Regions from separate parts of the Mus musculus genome. Here region 1 is linked to region 2. A link is a contact called in public promoter capture Hi-C data. All regions are on one chromosome and are shown on one strand. The core of a region is the stretch at or near the end of the contact, and the rest is flanking DNA. Distances in the headings are between cores, read along the strand shown.

Evidence for each region. Promoter capture Hi-C pulls out the DNA fragments that hold promoters and counts their contacts.
Region 1: a promoter capture Hi-C map of liver shows a contact between it and region 2, with 3 times the contacts expected there. A contact is called at or near these places in 2 of 39 promoter capture datasets (liver and pre-B cells) and 1 of 9 other capture datasets (liver).

What each region holds. Positions count from the first base shown.
Region 1 is chr19:7,215,780-7,219,147 of GRCm38.p6, reverse strand. It overlaps Cox8a (cytochrome c oxidase subunit 8A), which reads left to right and starts at 1,532. Exons shown (of 2, transcript NM_007750.2): 1 at 1,532-1,749. The coding sequence starts at 1,636.
Region 2 is chr19:4,926,638-4,929,863 of GRCm38.p6, reverse strand. Dpp3 (dipeptidylpeptidase 3) reads left to right here and starts at 1,577. Exons shown (of 18, transcript NM_133803.2): 1 at 1,577-1,644; 2 at 2,805-3,079. The coding sequence starts at 2,810. It also overlaps a transcript of Peli3 not described here.

The DNA of each region.
Region 1 (3,368 bases), core at 283-2,782, 2.3 Mb before region 2:
CCGGACCTTCGGAAGAGCAGTTGGGTGCTCTTACCCACTGAGCCATCTCACCAGCCCCAATAAATCTTTTTAAAAAAGAAAGAAAAGGTGTTCTAGGTAGAATGTAAAGAGTAAAAAGTCCAAAATCTGGAAGGGTGGAGAAGAGACCTAGGAGCAAGGACAAAAAACAAGCGATATTGAGAAGTCAGACAGAAGGGCAATATCCAAGATCCGGGCCTTGTCTAGAAAGCAATGGGGAGGGCTGGCAAGATGGCTCAGTGGATAAGAGCACTTACTGCTCTTCCGAAGGTCCTGAGTTCAAATCCCATTGGAGGCCCTCTTCTGGTGCATCTGAAGTCAGCTACAGTGTACTTATGTATTAATAATAAATAAATCTTTGTGCCAGAGCAAGCAGGGACTGAGTTTACAGGAGCGAGCAGAGCTGACCGGAGCAAGCAGAGGTCTTAAAAATTCAGATCCCAACAGTGACATGAAGACTCACAACCATCTGTATAGACACAGTGTAATCACATACATAAATATTTTTTTAAAGAAAGCAATGGGGAACCACTTGATCAGGTATTTGTCTAGTAAAACAAGAAGGAAGGAGAGAGGAGAAAGGAACAGAAAGAATAAAGGCAGAAGGGAGACAGGGGATAAAGAAGAGAAAGAAGAGAGGCAACAAGGCATGGAACATAGGAATAGAAGCAGAAAAGTTCAAGGTCATTCTCATCTACACGGTTTTAGGACAGCCTGGGCTACTGGAGACCTTAAAAAACCAAAACTGGCCGGGCGTGGTGGCGCATGCCTTTAATCCCAGCACTCGGGAGGCAGAGGCAGGCGGATTTCTGAGTTCAAGGACAGCCTAGTCTACAGAGTGAGTTCCAGGACAGCCAGGGCTACAGAGAGAAACCCTGTCTCGAAAAACAGAGAACAAAACAAAACAAAACAAAACTGTCCTAACACACACAAAAGGAGGAAAGCAGAAGTTGAGAACAGTTACCAGTTATGTGGAAACGGGTTTCTGAGAGGATAACAGTAAATGACAGGAGTCTCGGGGCTGGAGAGAGAGCTCAGCGCTTAGAAGCACTCGCTGCTCTTGCAGAGGTCCAGTTCAGTTCAGTTCCCAGCATCCACAAGATTACTCACTATTGCCTGAACTCCAGTTCCAGAGGATCCAACACCCTCTTTTGGCCTCTCTGCGTTCTGCATACACAGATGAACATGCTGACAAAACACTCATAAAGTAAAACTATGTTTTTAAAACTAGAGGCTTACTGGTGGCGAGCTGGAGTCACTAGTACAGTGCTGGCAGAGAGAGGATCCTAGTTAAATGAATGGAGGGAGGAGCCAAGGAGTCAATAGACTTGTAGCTTGTGTGATTGGGTGGCTATGCGTGTCACTCTCGAAGAAAGTGGAGGTGGGAGCAAAGGTGTCTCATTTCTCCTCCCATCTGTGTAGGATGATGTCGGTTGGTTGTTTCGAGGAGCGCGCCAAAAACAGCCCAGGCGGGCGAGGGGGCTTGTCCCGACGTCATTTCCGAAATACTTCCGGCTCGGGCGTCCGGCAACTTCAGCGCCGGAACTTCCGGCTGGTTCGGCCATCTTGACTCCCTGACCTTGGACTGGTCCTCGTCCGTGGTCGTTCCGCGCCGTCATGTCTGTCCTGACGCCACTGCTGCTGAGGAGCCTGACCGGCTCGGCCCGGCGGCTCATGGTGCCGCGGGCTCAGGTCCACTCGAAGCCGGCGCGGGAGCAGCTCGGGGTCCTGGTGAGCGGGACGGACCGGGAGCGGGGAGGTGGGCGAACTGTGGTAGCCTGCGACATTGGCTTAGGCCTGTCCTCAAGGCATGGATGAGACAGTCGCTCGGCTGCTCCTAAGCCCTAGGTATTTTTCCCAAGTTCCTGGATGTCAGGTCAGCCCGCTAGTTTGTTTACTCTGTTCGGCCTCTCTAAACCCGTCTCTCCTTCCATTCCCCCCCCCCCCCCACCGCAGGGGAGGGCATGCCTGGTAACTGGCAGCGACGTCATGGTTGTTACTGCTACATTTTATTATTAAGGAGGGCTGCAGAGTTCACCAGGTCTACATTCCCAGAGATGTAGGAGCATTTAGATACTAGGACAATTTTTACTTTTAAAACATTAGTTTAAAAACATGAGGCAGGGTCTCTTGTAGCCCAGGCTGACCACATTTGACTTTGAAGCGATAATCTCTTTAGTGCTGGGATAACAGGCCTGTGCCATCACTTGTGGTTTATGTGGTGCTGGGGATCAAGCCCGGGACTTTGTGTTAGGCAAGCACTTTCTTAATACTACACCGCAGCCTAGGCCCCCCCATCCCTCCCTTTTTTGGAGCTCTTCTGTTTTAAGTGACAATGGGTCATGAATCCAGATATCTGGGCATTGAATTAGGGGTAGAACCAAAGCACTGCCACTGAAGAAACAGTGACAACCAAGCCATGCCCTCTCTTACGCCCATTTAGTGGGAGGTTGAGGCATGAAAACAGAGCTCGGGAATTCAGGCCAGCTTGGGCAACATACTGAGACTCTGTCTCAAAAACAAGAGTCTGGGGGCTGGAAAGATGGCGTTTGGTGCATAGCCTCATGAAGACTGGTTCAGGTTCCAGCACCCATATAACAAGCTTGTAACTCCAGCTCCAACGCATCTGACATCCCGTCCTGACCTTGGGTAAGCATGCAAACACATACCTGTGCTCACACACATGCATCATACAAATATAGATAAAACACATCTTTAAAAGATACAAAACCCCAGCAGGGCAGTGTGGCACACGCCTATAATCCAGCACTTATGCTATAGAAGCTGTGGATCTCTGAGTTCAAGGCCAGCCTGGTCTACTGAGTGAGTTCCAGGACAGCCAGGGCTACACAGAGAAACCCTGTCTCTGTGTAGACAACAAACAACAAAAACAAAAAAAGAGAAGAAACTGTATAGAAAGCAAGGACACGTGAGAATGGTTTATTTAAGAAGTATTCGCTTCACCAGCATGAAGATTTGACATTGACTACCCAGTAACCGGCTAGTCTTTAGCCCTAGTGCTGGTAGGGGGAGAGGGGCAGGGAGCTCCCTGGATTCCACTGTTCAGCTTGTCTAGCCAAAACAGTGAACTTCAGGTTTAGTAAAAAAAAACCTGTCTCCAAAAAAAAAAGAAAGAAAGAAAGAAAGAAAGAAAAGATGGAGAGCTGTTAGATGAGATGCCAGACATCAAGCTCTGGCCTTCACCCACATGGAAAACAGCACACATACACACCAGTGAGCATAGTGGCACTTGAGTGTATTTCCAGGACCAGGGCATCAGGAACAGGAGAATCTCAAGTTTAAGCCCAGGTCTGGGTGGGGTGCATAGTAAGACTCCTGCCTGCACCCTT
Region 2 (3,226 bases), core at 328-2,827:
TGTGTTGTGTGTGTGTTGCTGCAGGAGTGGAAACTGTATAGTGGAAGGTCTTATAAAATCAAAGGTCCTCTCACCTGTGCAATTGGTACAACAGTGATATGTTATCTCAGGGTTTTTGCAAGAATTAAATGAAATTCTATATGGCAAGCCGCTGGTAAAGGACTTCATTTAACATGCACTCCTGTTGACTGCGGTTATAACACGACACCATGCAGCTTGGTTGGGGGTCTTGGGCCCTGGGATCCTTCACTTGCCTGAATTTGCCCTTGGTGGCTATGGATAGCCCTTATTTTCCTATCTGGTTACACTTACATTTCAACTGGGTCTCAGTCAGACAACTTTATACCTCGTCTAGAAACAATGAGAACAGGCAAAAGGAAAGAAGAGGACTTTCCTCGGGACACATTTTTACAGAATTCCCCCTTATAATGACACTCACCAATCAGAACCAAGAGCTACTAGCGCTGTGGTGACAAGGCTGGCCTTAAGCACATGGTTGCTCTGGCCCCTCTAAATAGGCAAGGTAAGGAAGGTGTGTTGGATTTCAGTCCCGAAACACTACCTCCTACACAACTCTAGGGGACAGCACTACCTCTTGATGGCTGCCCATCCCTTGGGTAGACTTAGTCCTGAAGTAAAGCTGACAGTGTTCCAGAGTAAGAGAAGTGAGCTATCTAAAGTCACACAGCTGGTAGGAGACAGACATCTGATTGAACCCTAGACAGCCTAAGTCAGGCCCCAGCTCTTTGCAGTGCTTACCACATCTGGTCAGCAAGTACTTGCAAGAGCCATGGGTCACCCAGAAAGACTCCTCCCTGACTACCAAGAGTAAACAACATGCTTGTCTGCATCCTGGGCTGCCCTCCAGTCAATGTCACTGGAGACCGCTTTTCTATTCTAGCTGGCAAGTGGTCACACTAAGAAAGTGCCAGCTACTAGCTGGCCTCGACTTCAAGTGCGTTGAGGAAACTGGGGTTCCCAATGTTTTAAGGATGGCTTCCATGGCGACCCAGTGGAGCACCTGTAGCATTTTTCTGCACCCCTGGGACTACTGGTGGATGGGACTACTATTCGCACAGCCTACATACACTCTTTGTAAGAGCTTCGTAGTCTCCAAATAGCATCTCCAAATCCTAAATCCAGGGAGGAGGGGGTCCACATTATTATAGTCTTCTCTAAGTGGAGGTTCCTAACTGCCAAATCCAGGGTAGGGACACTGGAGGTGAAACCCCAAAGAGAGCAGGCTCCCAGCTACATGTGTGGAGGCTCCCGATGTATAGGAACTCTCACGTTTGGGGACCTTGTCAGTCCCCTCTGTCGGTACCCGACAGCAGCCACGCGGGGTACTGAGAAACTCAAACTTTTTCACCAAACATCGCCCTACGCCACGCCTCTGTGCAGTGAGGGCCAGCAGACAAAAGGCCAAGGCCTCGCGGTCCTTGCAAGGCAGGCACCACCCGTAGCGCTTGGGGGCGGGGAGAAGATGAGGGGAGGAACTGTCTTCGGTTCTTCTACTGGCTGTAGCTGCTGTCCGTCTGATCCCTGGGGCGACTACGGGTCGGTAGGGGCGGGGCTTGTGTCCCAATGAATGGGGCGGGGAGCCGGAAGCAGGAAGTGAGTTTGCGAACGGAGCAGCTGCAGCAGGTGAGGTACAGCGCCTTGGTTTTGGGGTCACGGTGTGTCATCTTCAGGAGATCAGAGCGAGGCCTGGCTGTGCATGCAAGATCATCCCCTTTCTGTCCACCCTTCAGTGCCTCTTCCAAATCTCTCCCAGCTTTTGGGCAAGGAGAATTTCCAGGCAGTAAAGAGTTAACACCTCTTTCCGAGCGAAGGGGTAGATGGGGCGGAGCCGCGCAAATAAGGAGTACAGAGGGTGGAAACGTGTCCTTAGCCAGGGGCGGAGCGTGGAGAATGTGGTGGGTTCGGAATTCCTTGGGTCCCAACTGAGCTGAAAAGCTTTGGATAAGTTGCTTGCTTTCCAAATGTCATATGGTTCCTATCTGGAAAATGGGTTGTGCCCTTATATGGCTTCCCAACAGAGCAACAGAAGAAAACAGGATAGTGAAGGGCTGAAGAAAGACATGAGACTGGGGCAGATGCTAGGAGGGAAAAGCTGGGACAAAATATCATTGCTGTTTTTGATTTATTTTTTGACAAGGTTTTATGTACCCCAGACTGACCTTGGAATCTGACCCTGGGCCTGGTTGTTGGTTAGACAAACTCTACCAACTGGGTCACATCCCTGTCCTGGATTTCATACCCAGCTGTTGAGCTTGGTGTCATACTCACAGTCAGTGTTGCAGAGGAGCAAAGAGCAGTGCAGGGAGGTGAAGCGGCTGCCCTGGGTTTTAGACCTTTTGGTGGAGCGGGGTTGGGACGGTGGGGTGGATATCCAGCATGAAGCCTTTGTCAGCAGTTGTGATGAGCTAGAGGTGTTGGGAAATTCTGAACAGAGACTAGGACATCTGAGAAGGTGGAGATGAGGCAGGGAGTGGCTGGGGCTGGGAGTCTAGTAATGAGGCTGTGTTCTGCCGGTTCTTCCTTCGTACACTTGGCATCCTGGGCCTTAGTGTCCTCATCTGTAATATGAAGTGATTGGATTCAGATTTTAAGTCTGAGAGGCCACAGGCCAAAGCTGGCCCGCAAGTATTTGAGTCTTTGAATCCCAGCATTTCAGGTGAATGGATGCGACTGGATTACTCCCTCCTGGACTTCTGGATGGAAGAAGTTAGTTAGCTCATGAGCTTTCAGAGCAGCCGCGAAGATGCTGCGCTCTCTGAGATGACTGTGATGTGTTCTTGCAGGGCTCATGGCAGATACCCAGTACATCCTGCCCAATGACATTGGTGTGTCTAGCCTGGACTGCAGGGAGGCATTCCGCCTGCTGTCACCCACAGAGCGCCTCTATGCCCATCACCTGTCTAGAGCTGCTTGGTATGGGGGCCTGGCAGTGCTGCTCCAGACATCCCCTGAAGCCCCCTACATCTATGCCCTGCTTAGCCGCCTCTTCCGTGCCCAGGACCCTGACCAGCTGCGCCAACATGCCCTGGCTGAGGGTCTTACTGAAGAAGAGTACCAGGTCAGTTCTCACAGGCTCGCCTGGCTTCTGAGGGGCTTCTGGAGATGTGCGAAGGACCAGGAACAAGGGGCATAGGGCTCTCTCTCCAACTAGGTAGAGGATTAGACTAAAGGGTGCTAGCTCACACACACACACACACACACACAC